2 separate regions of the Astyanax mexicanus genome follow, and region 2 is linked to region 1. Evidence: chromatin contacts called from public Hi-C data. All regions are on one chromosome and are shown on one strand. Each heading gives the region's core, a stretch centred on a gene start, on an enhancer-like site or on the middle of the called end of the contact. The rest is flanking DNA. Distances are from core to core; before and after follow the strand shown. Region 1 holds the start of znf622 (zinc finger protein 622). Region 2 holds the start of LOC103038044 (cytochrome c oxidase assembly factor 1 homolog).

Evidence for each region. A called contact is a pair of places that touch in the nucleus more often than the background predicts.
Region 2: a Hi-C map of blood shows a contact between it and region 1, with 4 times the contacts expected there. The contact joins the promoter of LOC103038044 here to the promoter of znf622 in region 1. A contact is called at or near these places in 2 of 3 Hi-C or Micro-C datasets (blood and muscle).

The regions. Positions count from the first base shown.
Region 1 is chr8:54,476,802-54,484,511 of AstMex3_surface, forward strand. It overlaps znf622 (zinc finger protein 622), which reads right to left and starts at 5,071. Exons shown (of 7, transcript XM_022677878.2): 1 at 4,957-5,071; 2 at 2,906-3,463; 3 at 2,049-2,324; 4 at 228-390. The coding sequence starts at 3,461. zgc:110158 (LisH and SSDP domain-containing protein) reads right to left here. Exons shown (of 17, transcript XM_049482719.1): 17 at 6,956-7,710.
Region 2 is chr8:54,745,619-54,753,328 of AstMex3_surface, forward strand. It overlaps LOC103038044 (cytochrome c oxidase assembly factor 1 homolog), which reads left to right and starts at 3,454. Exons shown (of 5, transcript XM_007250698.4): 1 at 3,454-3,541; 2 at 5,184-5,316; 3 at 6,067-6,218; 4 at 6,316-6,392. The coding sequence starts at 5,223. It overlaps blvra (biliverdin reductase A), which reads right to left and starts at 2,509. Exons shown (of 7, transcript XM_007250697.4): 1 at 2,399-2,509; 2 at 1,202-1,325; 3 at 141-260. The coding sequence starts at 1,320.

The sequences.
Region 1 (7,710 bases), core at 3,821-6,320:
CAAGTGTTTTAGCACAAAGTATATTTTATTTACCTGCTACATGAATGAATTTTTTTTTTTTTTTATAGTCGGCATTGTTGATTATGTCAACTAATCATTGCAGCCCTTTTGTACTGTATAATATAATGTATAAATTACACACTGTGAAATGGGTCATGCTGACTGTATCAGTGGGTGTGCAATGGGTGCTATTTGTAATAATAAAAAACGCTAACGTCTCAGTGCACCTGAAATCGTAGAAGTCGGCGAACTCCAGCGCTGCGTCTCCGTCAGTGAAGAGTTTGCAGTGGCTCTTGTCCGTCATGTGTGCCTGAACTGCCTCTGTGCTGTAGAACGACTTGCCTTTTTCATTACACCATAAACACACCTTCCCAAATCCAACCTTCTCTCCTATAAGGAGGGGAAAACACAACTTATGAGCAAATTTAATGTAAAAATTTAACTGTCGTTTTTTATAATTTACAGGATCGTGTTGCTGTAATATAACATCCAGCGCTTGTTTGACTTTGAAATATTATTATTATTTTTTTAAATATAAGAATTACAGTTTTGTTTACTATTAATCTAAATAAATTGAAATCTGAGGTTTGGAAATGTATTTTTAAAAAATGTGATTTTTTTATGTGAGCTATTATCTGTAGTAAAGCTGTAGTGCTGGAACAGATGGTTTTACTGCTGTTACTCTCTATTTCAGCATTTACACACTCACACACAGCACATTCACACTTTCATCATTATAATAACTAGAAAAAAGACACAGATAAAACACAGAGAACTCTTTAAAATAGAAGGTTTTTTTTTTTTGAGAAATTACAGATGAAGCCAGAGAGCTGTGAGTACTGTTTCATACACCTTCAAAAGACTCTGATACAGGAAGAGTCACGTCTGGCTGACCCACATGGAAACAACAGCTTCAGCCTTTAGCTCAGATTAACATGATTGAACTGAGACTCAGTTTCAGCAGTGAAGAAAATAATTAGTTAGTCTGAGAGGTAAAGTGTTACGCAGTAATATAGTCATTATTAAGATAAAGATAAAAAATAAAAAAGCAGCTTGTCAGGATCATTCAGCACTGTTACTACACTACTAAACCAGAGTGATGTTCTAAAACTTTTGACCGGGAACGTAATCCAGGGTAAATACTAGTGCTGGGCGATATGGGAAAAATCATATATCACAATATGGAATTTTTTATATCAAGCTAATAACATCATGTAAATAATATCATGATATACCACATTTATTTATGTTTTTAGTTATTCTTCGAAATATATGACCAAAAAAAAAAAAAAAAAAAAAAATATATATATATATATATATATATATATATATATATATATATAATTGCTTACTTTTTTCCAAATTTATTTCAAAGTGACATTAAACCAAACTTTCACAAATGAGAATTACGACCTTTTAGTGCAGCAGCATATATGTATCAAGTGAAAACAGATGAGGTAGATGCAGTAGCAATGTTTTTTTTAATTATACAAGTATTTAAATTGAGTTATCATAATAAACTAATAAATAACATTTTTTAAAGTATCCGTCAAATAACGTACAGCAGTATCATGTCACAAAACCACATTATGAAGCTTTTTTTGCAAAGATTACTTTATTATCACTTATATAAACATAGTTTATGCGAAGTGACCACGCCAATACATTTCATCGTAGCCTACTTTATATATTTGCATGAATAATTAATGAAATTACTGTAGAAACGATAGGGATAACCCCACAATATTTATCGTCATATCGCACAGCACTAGTAAATCCATAGATAATTAATGTTGAATCTATTGATCTATGTATATTGCTGTTGATCTATATATCTATGGTTGCTGCATTTATGTGGTACTAAAAATGGAAAAGTCATTTTTTTTTTTTAATGGCTCTTCCATAAAGGTTATGTGTGTACAGGTGTTGCTGCACAGTAGAAAAGTGCACCATCCATCCAAATTCTGCTAAATCCCTCTATTTATATGCATATTACACACGTTCCACATTTGCCTGCATCTAATTGGTTTAGTACGTCTGCAACTCACCCAGATATGCGATGAGTCCTCTCAGATCTACCAGGTATTCTATGTCAGGGATGAAGAAGCTGTGTGTGCTGGTCATGTGAGCCATGTTCTTGCTCAGAGATCGTGAGTGGTGAGAGCAGAACAGACAGTCCGTTACTGAAATGGTCCCTGGAGCGGCTGCTGTTGTAGCTTTTCCGTCCTCCTCCATCTGCTCCTCTTCATCGGCCTCCATGTCCTCATCATCGCCGTCATCTTCAAATGCATCAGCATCCTCGCCGTCAACATCCTCCCACTCTTCTGAAACAGATGATGGATATGAGTACCTGCTCTACTATTGGCTTCGAGTAGAAGAGAAACTTAACAGAATCTTATTTTAATGCAATATTTGGCAACAGGACAACTTCTAAGTGAAACTGTAGTGAACTGTAGTAAAAAAAAGAAACAAGTGTAAAGGCAAAATAATTTACACCAAACAATGACTAACTTATTTGAGATCACATTGCAGTGTTTTTGCTAGCAGCTCAATACTGATTCGGGCTTTACGATAAATTATATATTAAACATTTGCGGTATTAAATTAAATGATATTTCTCTAATTGAATCGGCCACAGTGCTGTTTAGTGGCTGTGCAGTGTCTGGCATGCATTTAGCATATCTTGTGGAGGAAAGAGAAATAGTTTTAACCCAACTAACTGGATAACCCTCTCAAGAGTACATCCCTCAGCCAGTACAGTAAGTAGTTATTAGCACAGCAACACAGCAGAGCTAAGGAACACTACAATCCACAATCCACCAAAAGTGCAGTTAAGTTAGGTTTGGACAAAGAAACAAAACAGAGGGACAGAAGAGTAGAGAAGGTATCAACATTTAGCACCCACCTTCCTCCTCCTCTCCTTCCTCTCCCTCTTCCTCTGCAATCTTCTTGGCCTGTTTCTCAAACCACTGCAGCCGAGGCGCTTTGGCAGGCCGTTGTCTGTCCCGCCCCTCTGAGGGCGTGGCTTTGGAGGGGGTGTGTCTCTGCTGCTCCCTCAGCACTTGCTGCAAAGCTTCGTTCTGTGCATCCTTGTCGAGCTCCGCCCCTTTCTCCAGGTTCTTCTCGTTCATTCGCTGCACCTTCTCCTGGGCGGCTGCCAGGGCCTTCCTCTCGGCCTGCAGGTGTTTGTTGGACTGCAGGTGGTTGGTGTAGGCGTTGGTGGTGGAGAACTTCTTGTTGCAGGTGCTGCAGGTGGAGAAGCTGGTCAGGTTCTGCTGCTGCTGCTCGGCCGCCGCCCGCTGAGCCAGCACTCGCTCCTGGAAGTTCTCGGCCGTGACCGGGGGCATGTCGGCCACTTTGCGCTTCAGGTTGTAGCGGTGCCAGTCGGTCTTGTAGTGCGCCCGCTGCACCTCGCCATCCACAAACTGCACACGGCAGCTGATACAGGTGTAGGCAGACATTCCTGCTGAATTTAACCAAAGAAACAAGCTTAGGATTAATAGGAAATATTACACAAAAAAACACAAAAATGTAACTGGAGGACTCTAGCAAACCCCTATTGTTGCTGTCCAATAAAAAAAAAAAGTATCTCTATTTTTGACTATTTCTAGTTTTCTACAAAATTCGAACACAAAAATGGTCCCTAACACTGTGGCAAAATCTCTTGATAAATTGACAAATAGAAGTTCTCAAAAATGACCTGAAATAAAGTATTTTTACATTGACTTACATTGTTAAAAGTAAGGAAGGTTATTATTCAAATGAGGATGTTCCATTAGAATCACTATAAAGTTACCTTAACCAAACCCTCACACCCCCATGTTACATATTTTTTTTTATTTTAAAATATAACTGACAGAATTACTGTATACATTATACATTATATATATATATATATATATATATATATATATATATATATATATATATATATATATATATATATGCAAACATTTCACTATTTTGTTTGTTTTTGTTTTGTTTACTAGAGATGCACAGTTAATGAGAAGAAAATGAGAAGAATTAGAAAAAATTGAAGAATTAAGAAAAAAGAAATGTGAAAAGACCAAACTATTTATTCTAAATTATATATGTCTGCTGGGATAAAAAAAAATGGTAAATTAGTTAAAACATTTGATATTCAGTATTTTATCTTTGGCCAAATGTTACATTTTGTACAGATACTTTTTTTCTAACAAAAAAAATATATATATATTTTCCTTAATTCCATAATATATATATATATATAAATATATATAAAATATATATTTTCCATAATTTCCATCATGAATGTTAGGCTAGAATTAGTCTGTTATTATAACATCAAATAAACCTTTAGAGTATATTGTAAATTTTTATATTACATTCGTAAAAATTATTTATTCACAAAGGTTTCAGACGCAAAACTAAACTTCCCTACCGATTTAATTGAGTTAAATTAATTTCTCAAATTGTTAAGTAGCATCAATACAAAAAAAATAGAAAAATATTTTGCTATTATGATCTATTTTATAATGATTTAACGTAATGTTATATCGATTAGCCTTCCGCAATTAATGTAACGTTATAAATATTGTTATTAATATTTGTGTTAACCTTTCTTTTATGTTGTTCTATGTTGTCTAGATAATGCTGTGTATTTTCCTGTTTTATGAGTAACGTTATGTTGTATCCATGAGTAACGTTACTTAAGTCTGTACCAAATAATATAGATATTACGGAAGGTTTATTTGTCTGGCGTTATTTGTACGATTTTTAGATATTTGCTTGTTAAATACATTAAAAAAGCTAAGTTAGGTTAGCCATTAGTTAGTTAGCTTAGCTGGCTAAATAATAAACAGAGGAGGTAACGTTAAATTTAGATAACACAACATTGTCTACATAAAACTACATTACAGTGTAACTTATATAATAAGTTGATATAAGATCTTATGTAGGGTCAGAGCGTCTCCTCACCTGTTTATAAACGCTGTTCAGCTCCTCCACTGTGTGTAAATATCCTCAGCTCCAGCCTCTGTAAACCTCCAGCAGCTCACACGAGGCTGACACAGCGCTCAACCCGGACAGAAACAGCCCGAGTCCGGCCAGGTTCAGCCCACAGCGCCGCCAGCTGCCTGGCGGACCCCGGGTCTCCTGATCTCAGAGTTGCCAGGTTCGCAATTTTTTACGCCAAACTGGGCTTGTTTTTAAGTCCAGTCGCAGGTAATAAAAATTTAGTCATTATAACGGCCGTCAAAAAACTAAACAAAAAATTTGCCTTTTTATTATATAATATAAATAAATAAATAAATAAATATTATCTTTTTTAATGATACTGTATAACCTCTTATATTGTTGTTTGTGCTTCTGTGTTGTTTTTCTGTAACTGCTTCTGGCTGCTAAATTTTCTTTAGGATCAATAAAGTATCTATCTAAACATCCGGAAGATGGATTACAACATTAAGAATCAGGAGAACATTATTTTCTAATTATGTTACTATTAAATGTTCTTGACTGGGATATAAAATGGTTATAAAATAACTAATAAAACACTAATGTTACAATATTATTAATGACTACGATAAATAAATGCCTTATAAACAAAATACTAAGTCGTACACTTATAGTTGTTTTGATATTTGCTTCAAAACGTGTGACAGACGGCGGGTTTTAGACTAACTTTGGGCTGGACATTTTTGTTGGACCTGGCAACCCTGCCTGACCTGCCTGATCCAGACCCACACATGAAGAAAAAACATATGAAATTATTAAACAAACCAGAATATGTTTTATATGTTACATTCTTCAAAGTAGCCCATATCTGGTGGATGTTCTCAGTCAGTTTTATGAGATAGTGGCAAGAACTACTCAGCTAAGTAATGAAAAAATACTTTGAAGAAATGAAAGTCAGTCAATCTAAAACTTTTCAAGTATCTTTTGAAAGGATCCTTCACTGCAAAGACAATCAAAAACATTACAATGATGAAATTGGCTCTCATCAGGATCGTCCCAGGAAAGCATAATAACAATATCCTGACTGATCTGTGTAGAAATTAAGACAAATACCATCTTACACAAATGTGTTAAACGCATACAGCCAACACGGTTAGCAAGAGTACAGCCAACAAAAGTGGTTAAAATATTTTAGTATTAGTGATCTGTGTACGTCTTCAGGCTTAAAAAGGCATTTTAATCAGTATTATAATGGAATGACTGCAGATTCTGTCCAATATTAGATTTTATATAATTTTAGGCCAGAGCATAGACTGTGTATAGCTGGACAGAGCATCGTCTCTTAAAAGTGAAGCCACCACAGGTCGGGCGCCCCCTGCTGTTCGGCTGCAGAAAGCTGTGTAACCCCACCCATCCCCATAGGTTTCAATGGCAAAACAGACAACTTTCAATCACGTTTTTTTCTAATATATTGTAATTATATCTTCCTTTATTTAAATGTATCAGCTAGTGTAACCTCTGCTTATATTGTTAAATTTTTATATCCCCACAGAATTCGGTTTTTAAAACTTTATTCGGCTCTATTCATGGTAAAAGGGCTGCTTATGGGCGGTACCAATAACAGACCGTCAGCTCCGCTCCGCCCCGCTCTGCAGTCTGTGACCGCGAGGCAGCCCTCAGGGGCGGGGTTATTTAAATGAGGAGGCGTCTCTCCACAGCCTTTCTCCCTCCTCTGGTCTCTACTGCGCAGACTCTGGTCTCTGAATCGCCAAAATGGTGGAAGATTTTGGCTTCATTTTCATTGAATGAATGGGAACGGCGACACGGCATCCATCTTTATATACAGTCTATGGGCCAGAGAATGGAAGCATGCAATTCCTGAGATCCTTAAAAAAAATAGAAAGCAAGAGTTCTTGGTAAAAGGGGTTACGTTATTTTATTAGTCTTAAATTTGTATCTACAACGAAGGGACACAAGCAAAAATAAGTGACGACTCCATGAAAAACAGAAACAAAAAAACATAAAAAAACTAAACCAAAACATTTATTATTGATGCAGTTTTCCCATTTTTTAATAAACGACATCTTTCAGTCTAAAGAAAACAATTTACAATATAAAGAAACATACAAAGGACTTCTGTTAAACTACACGAGACACGGAGAAGTCCCTAAAGACGAGGATCCGAACTAGCCTAACATGAAATACAAAGCAAAAACCGAGGAGGCCACTGCTTCATACTCAATACTGCTGCTGCTGCTTTTCTTGTTGTTTTGTTTCTCATAAAGAACGACAAAAGAAATGGCGCAGGAGGAAAACCACCGTCCCCATCATTATTGTGTGTGACCTCATCTACCCTGCTGGCAAACAATAGAACCATCATGATCATCATGATCATGATCATCATCATAAAGATCATCATGATGATCATCACGAAGCACGACGGTGGGAACGATGGCCGGTGAGTTTTACACGGAGAACAAGAGCAAGGACAACGGCGACCTTAGAAAAAACACTTCTTCCAAACTTCTGCCAAACGCCTCCTCCCTAGTTCAGTTCTACTTTTTTACAAGTACGCTTTTTCTTAATTTTATTCTTTTTTTTTTACATTTTTACTTTAAATACATTAAAAAAAAAAAGAGAAATCCTTCATAGCAAAGTCTGTTTGTGGTCCCTTAATGTTTTGGTGAAACGCTGTTCGCTGCTTTTATTGGTTTCGTTGGTTTTGTTTCAACATGATTTCCATGGAGGCGAAAAAAAAAAAATTGGAAGAAAAAGAAA
Region 2 (7,710 bases), core at 2,204-4,703, 270 kb after region 1:
AGCTAATGTACCTCATAATATCACAATATTTCATTTCTGTTTGAGTCCATCACTCAGCCCAGTATAATGAGTATCAGAAGACTCTCAGAGGACTAACAGGAAACCCCTCTTGAGAGTTCAGCAGTCAATAGTTGTCTTACCTGATATGCTCTTCATGGCTGGTGTTTTCAGTGCAAACAAAGGCCACATTAATGTCATCCCTGCTTAGAGCCTCTTCTAGAGGGATCTGCTGGACTCCCTGCTGGTCCTCCATTGTCCTCCTAAACAAAACATTTACAGTCAGTCCCCCATACTGGAACTTTTCACCCAAAAACAATTAGTAGATAAACACTCCTTTCTCTGATGCAATGGAGTGAGATAATTGACATCATGATCAATGATCAGTCAGCACTGATCAATAAACACTTCTGATTTAATACAGCTTAACATATAGTTTAGAACAGACAGAGTTAAGAGTTAAGTGAAGGCTAGATGATATGCTAATATTTGTAGAGTTTTAATATTATATATATTTTTATTGTTTTTAGGGGTAGGAAATACAGCTCTGGAAAAAAATAAGACACCACTTAAAAATTATGAGTTTTTTATTTTTATTTTACCAATTTAAAACCTCTAGAATAAAATCAAAAGGAAGATTTTAAAATGTAATTTAACTTCGAGCATGGCATGCTCTAACCCAACGTACATATCCTTCTGAACTGGGCGACTGGTGTAACAAGGGCTGGGGTGCTGCTTATCTCTCGGCTCAGTGGTTTTCTTATCTCACAGTTTAGGAGGAGTTACCACTATTACCACTATTAACTTACTTTCAAAAGTGTAATATGATCAATTATGATTATTTAATGAGTTCCTTAAATATTACGCCTTTTTTAACTCTGCTATCATTAACATCCATATTTTTTAAAACAAGTACTGTAGTATTTAGTTCTGGTGATGGCATTTTGTTATGTATTTTTTTATATATGTTTTAGGACATCTTCTCACGTCTATTAGAATTAAATTAAAAAAATTCTGAATCACAAAACATATTAATAACATTTATAAAACAACTTGCTATGACAACTGATTAATTAAAATGTTTTAAAAAAATGACTGTTCCACACTCCACCAAACATCCTGATTGACTGCATTTACATCTTTATTGTTTAATTATGCACACATTTAAAAAAACCTTTCTCCATTCTAGGGGAATGCAACTGACCTGGACACAAATCCCTTAACTGTAAACTTCTCCGCGGCGCTGGAAGGCAGAGGAGCCAGCAGGTCTCGAATCCGCACCCCCCCGGCAATGCCCAGGCCCACCACCACAGACCCCAACATGTTACCTGTGGACAAGAGCACACAGTCAGTGGGCAGCATAGCAAAAGTTCGAAGACACATGGGACTATTAAACTATTAGATCAGTCAAACAGCATTATATTACTATAATAATATTTGTTATTATATGATATTGGGGTGAATTAATAGTGACTGACCAAACAAATGATCAATTTCTGCAAAAATGATGCTAAATTTAATTTTGTGTTTTTAATTTTGGCTGCAACAATTAGTTGATATAATCAAATCAACAGTGTTTATTAAATAAATTTGTCCACTACAAATTTTATTGTTGACTAATCGTTAATTTATAACAGTGCTGGGGACACAAACTGATTACATATTTACTTACTAAATATCAATACTTTTTAAGTTTAAACAACATCTAGACATTTAAATGCATTTTAAGTCTCATATTCAGCTGTTCCTATTGTTTTTTGAGATGGAGGACGTTGCAGGAATAATCGTGGGATATATTATAACTGTTTAATTATAATTTTTATATTTATTATAATAATGTACAAACTAATGTAGAATTGCTGTTATCAATTACATTATGGGGTATATTATGACTGTTTCCATTTTTTATTTTATCCACATTTCAAAAGAAGAAAAATAATTGTATAATTTGCCATTTAATACTGTCAAACATACTTTTACATTTATTATTTTTTATTTCTCCGTTCCACCTTAAATGCTGCATTGTTTGCGCTCTGGCGCTTGTTCAGGCTCTCTATTGTAACTAGCTGAATTTAAGGTGGAACCGGAAATTGCAATTAGACCCAATTCGTTTTTGTTTTAAAATGTAGCTGAAAGGATCCTGTGTTTATGAATGTAACACAGCATGGGTTATACTGTAACAGATATGTGTTTATCTCTATAATCCGGCCTTTCTGCGCGCTAATATCGCTTCGGCTACCTAATATGGTTTAAATACAAGGAGGCTGGGGATGCCAGTGTGGTGTATAAAGCGCGTGCATGACAGAAAGACACGAGGCGAGTCTCTGAAGGACATTTACACAACGACATGCTAAAACCGCTTAGTTAGAACTGTTCTAAAGCCCGGAGCGCTGTCTCTTACCTCTGAAAGTCTGCGCGCTGTGCTGTCCGGCTGCGCTGCTGCTGCTGCGGCTGCAGTGATATAACTCTCAACTCACAACTTTCATAACTCGCTCTACACAGGGGAGGGCTGCCTGCACGGGTTGCCAGATTGCGCATTCTGACTCCCTCCAGTGAATGCTGCAGAAAGAGTGCTTCTGGAGTTTTCCCCATTATCTTCACATTTGTTTATTTCTTATTTCCCAGACTTTATGCTTAAATTAAATTCAGTATTTCTGTAAAATTGTTATTATGTCTGCACTACGTTATGGGGTCTAATGATGAGATGAGTGGTGTGTATGATTTCAACCAAAATGTAAAAATATAAAAAATAAAAGTAAAAAGGGAGATTAATATTAAAGACATGAAAACAATTAAGAGACACATATGGAATTACGTAGTAAACAGTGCACAAAATGTTAGTCCTAAGAAAATACCAAGAGTGTGCAGATCTGTCCCAAAAAAGATAAATGTTGTTCTTAAAGTATCTAAATCTAAATCTATGTAACAATCTATATAAGAATCTAAAGTATATTTTGGTTGGTTACATTTTTTTTTTTGTATACATAACAGTTTAGCATGTGTTCCTGCGTAGCTTTAATATATTCTTCAATATTAAATTTACAATGTAGAAAAATTCTCACTAGTTTATTAGTCTGTAGGATCATTTTTCTATTCTGTAGTATTTGCCACAAAAACAAAAAGTGACAGTAGTAATAAGACATTTGGGTATTAAAGCTTTGTCTTATTATTTTAGCTTTAGCATTAAACATTTATGCTCTTGAAAACATGTTTGGGAAAACAATTACTATTACTATCACTATTACTATGATTACAACTATGCATTTTATTTTCTATGCTCTTTTTATTATGTTTTTTGTTGCTCATATTTATAGTAAGAAAAGTAGTGACCTGATAAACTTCTGATAGACTGATAGACTATTTTATTTTCAGCTGTATTATTATTATTATTATTTTTATTTTATTTTATTATTATTATTATTTTTTTTTTTTGTGATTTTGCTGTGAATCCGGGGATTTAAGGGTTAAAGAGGGTCATTCGGTTCAAAACAAACATGGCCGCTCCCATGCGGCGGTGAGGGAAAGCCTGCAGTTTAGAGGGACGGTCAGTTAAACTGGTTTATTATCACGAGTTAAAGCTTAGCTTCAGCTCCAGATTTACATTCATATACAGATTAATGATAGAAAAAGGCTGGAACACTGGATATTGTCTAACGGGGATTTTGCGTGCTTGTGCTGAACGTTACGCAGATAACGCAGAGGGAGATTTTATCAATGCTGGGTTTTAAGGGTTTTAAGGGTTTTGGTTGATGACCATAAGTCAGCTATATGTTTAATACTTTGTTAGCTTATTAACTAGTTAACTATGGGGTTAAAGTCCTAACCATTGTTTAATGTTGACAAGAAGACATAGAAACAACGTTCTGATGATCTGATTTATGATCTAAAACGCGACCTATAAAGAGCAGCAGAGTAAATACATATTATTTATCAAAAACAAATGTTTTTTTCTATTTTTATTTAACCTATATTTTATTTTTTCTGATTTCATTTACATAGAACTGCCTCCTTTTCCGCATGTTCTAGCTACCGTACATCATTTTCGTTTTTGGGAGGGAGCTGTTGGTGCTAGTGAATAAATTAGTGAAAAAAAGTGTGATTTCTGCACTATTAAAATAAAATAATTGTTCACAAGTTACAAAGAATTAAAGGGCACGTAAACCCATTGATTTTTACTGACTCCACCCTCAGTGCAAATAAAACAAAAATACAAAAAATGAGAGGGTAGTTTGGAAGCTGCACTGTGATGGTGCTGGTGATGTATGGGTTTAGGGGCGGGGCAGAAGGAAGAGCTGATTAGGATAAGCAGGAGGTTGGTATTATTGATTGATTGATTGATTGATTTGCATATTGTGAATATCCTTCTACCAAAGTACATGGAAACATCCTCGCCTATAGCGCAGTTAAAACTGAGAATTATGTTGCAGAGGTGGAAATTACTACAATAAACGTGTTTTTTTTTTTAATTAGGAAATGTTTATCAGATTTTATTCTGGATCGACATGTTTCATTACTTCAAAGGAACACATTTCAGATATTAATAAAAATATATAAATGGTTATAAATATAAAAGGATTTGGTGCACCCTTAAACCATAATAAGAGCCCAGACCCAATTCTGAATGCTGGTGCCAAATTCAAAGTTGAATCAGATAAATTCAGTTTCTTACTGCGGGCAAAATACATATTATTTTAAGATTAAAATTATGATGTAACAACAACCATTTCATAACATTTTATTTCAGAAATCAGATCAGACCTAGTTCTGTGGAACATAAAACATTTCATTAAAAGATTTTAATTGTTAAAATGGTTGGAATAGATCAGTAAAAGCAAAAATACACTTTTTAAAGGATCTAGTTTTGCTTTAACTCCAGCACTAACTCTAAAGCACTTTAGCATTCTGTAAATAAGGTGAGATGAACAAACACAGATTAACCCTCTGTCTGGTAGTGATGCTCTCAGGATGTTCATTATGTGTCACTTAGTGGCACTAAACTCTAAACCACAATTTTTTATTTTATTTAATTTTATTCATATTTTGTTCATTTGACGTAATAAAACGTAATCCATAGTTGAGTGGATTATTTTAAATTAAGTGCAGTAGTTACTAAAAAAAAGAGGACTGGGTTAATAGATCAAGGCATTTTGTGTTTTTGGCATTTTTACTTTTTTTTTTTTTTTCAGGTTTGCTAAGATCGTGTGAGATCCAGAGGGTATGAGAAGATGAGCCGCTCCACCAGCCTGCTGCAGCAGATGACAATATTTGTCACTGTGATGACTGGGGGAGGATGTGGCATGATGTACTACCTCATGCAGAGTGAGCAGATAAACACAGATTCTATTAGAATTTGAAAGAGAATAATTTGATTGTGGGCAGGCATTAGATGTCAAGTGCCATGTTTAATATTATTATACTTCTGTGAGTTCCGACCCTGCAATGCGATTGGCTGAGAGGCGTTCTATGAGTGCTGTTATCAGCCGGTAATGCACTCTAACCGAAGCTCTGTGTATTACTCCACCACAAATAAACAGTTTTTAGTAGAGAAATCTGTGTAGACTAACATCCAGCACTTGTTTGGCTTTGAAAAAAAAATGTGTTTTTTTTATTACAGTTTTTTTTATTTAGGCACTTCCCCCAGCTTCCCTATTAGAAGGGAAACATGGCGACAGCCTTGCTCACTTCAATGTAGGCATCCTAACTAGTGTTGTTTAATTTGCCTTATAATCCGAAGCTCCTAATGTTTGAAAATAGACCAGAAAAAAGATGTTCATTGATAGTGCAGTTTATAATCCGGTGCGCCTTATAGTCTGAAGGAGTATTAGGAGTATTTTATCCTCTTCAGTAACACAGATGCTGTGAAATATTGTAGAGAACTGTCTAAAACATATGAAGTTTAACAGAATCACAGTATTGTGGTGTGATTGTGATTGTGGGCAACATGATCATATTGTACTGTGAGATGCCCTTTTGATTGTATACATTGTATTTTCCCCAATTCTTTTATTTCATAACTTTTTTTTAAATGATTTTTCCTGTTTTTTTTTTCTCATCTTTTTTTCTTCCCAGAAAACTTCGCTAAATCAGAGTATTATAGGCTGGCTATTGAGCAGCTGAATGAGAACTCCACAGCCATGGCCAGCCTCGGGGCTCCACCCCTGAAGATCCATAATATCCACCTGACCGATCGGCACAACCGCGTGGACCACACCCAGGCTCAGGTCAGACTTATTCACTGATAGTGTTGATTATTGAGCGTATTCACGTTTATTAATCTGAAAAACTCACAGATTTGGATCTACTGTTCTCAACTTCCAGCTGAAAATTCCAGTGACTGGACAGAAGACTGGGGGCTATCTGTACACAACATCCACCAGAGACTCGGTGATGAACAGGTACAGTGCTTCTTCACCTGCCATCACAAACAACCTTTTAAAAATACAAAATGATGATTTAAAAAAAAGAATAAAGATAATTATTTATTTGATAATCGTATTATAAAAATATATGATTTGTGTGTCTGCACAAATGTATTCAGTAGATTTTAAAATGGGCTACATTTTACATCAAACAAGATAATTACTAAAAAAACAATTTACCACCCAGAAAAATATCAGGTAGAGCAAACACACATTAATTATATGTTAATGTTAACACGATTAATCAGGAAAAACTTTATAATGCTGAAAATGTTTCTAATTTAAAAGAATCAAAAATATCTTGAGATATTACAATAAAAAAAAAAAACTACAATGTTATCTGACAGGGAAATACCAACGTTGATTTTTTTTTAGTCATGATTTTAATCTTGATTAATCTCAGAATATTGTTGCAGATAATATAACTATGTTTTAAGCTATTGACAACACTAATTCCATTTTGACAGTCAATCTTTTATTTACATTTAAATATCTACTTTTGAACACTTAAATCCTAAGATGAATAAAAGTGATTAATCATGATTAATTAAACTATATTGATTAATCAGATTATTTTTAACATGAAATGTGTTTTTACTAAAACATTGATTGAGTTAGTATATGCACATTATACATACCTGTCAATTTTTAGATTTAAAAATAAGGGATATTTTCCTCTGTCCGCTTAAAGTCGTCCCACCAGCCCAACGAAGGTTCAGTATCCCTTCCATTTTAAGACAGGTATTTTTAAGCAGCTATCAGACAAATCTCATCACAGTTTACATGATTAGCCTACCGTTACCTTTCTTTTAGAAAAATCGCTGTATATCCAGATCTGTTTTAACATCAGCTGCTCCAACTAGCTGCCTGAACTCACAGCGACGAGGGGCTTCCCCACACTGACCCCCCTTTGCAAGCTGATTGGCTGTTTCTCCTGAAAGGCGGGACTTTCTCTTTGATCCGGCTCCACGATTGGTTAGGAGACACAGAGCGGTCAGTGCCCTGTCTCTATATCTTTTTATTTTAATATAATACGGGAAATTTACGGGAAAATACTAAAACGGGAGGACGGCGGGAAAGAGGAGTAAAATACGGTAGTTTCCCGGCCAAAACGGGAGACTTGACAGGTATGACATTATATGCAAATTAAAAATAAAAAAATGACAAATAAACACAGATCATACAGTGTTGTCAGTATTTGTGGGTCAGCTGGGAACCAGTTTGTTTCCATGTTGACCCCACATATGGATGTGCAGTAATAGAACCAGGAGGGGTTAAACATATTTAACATGGG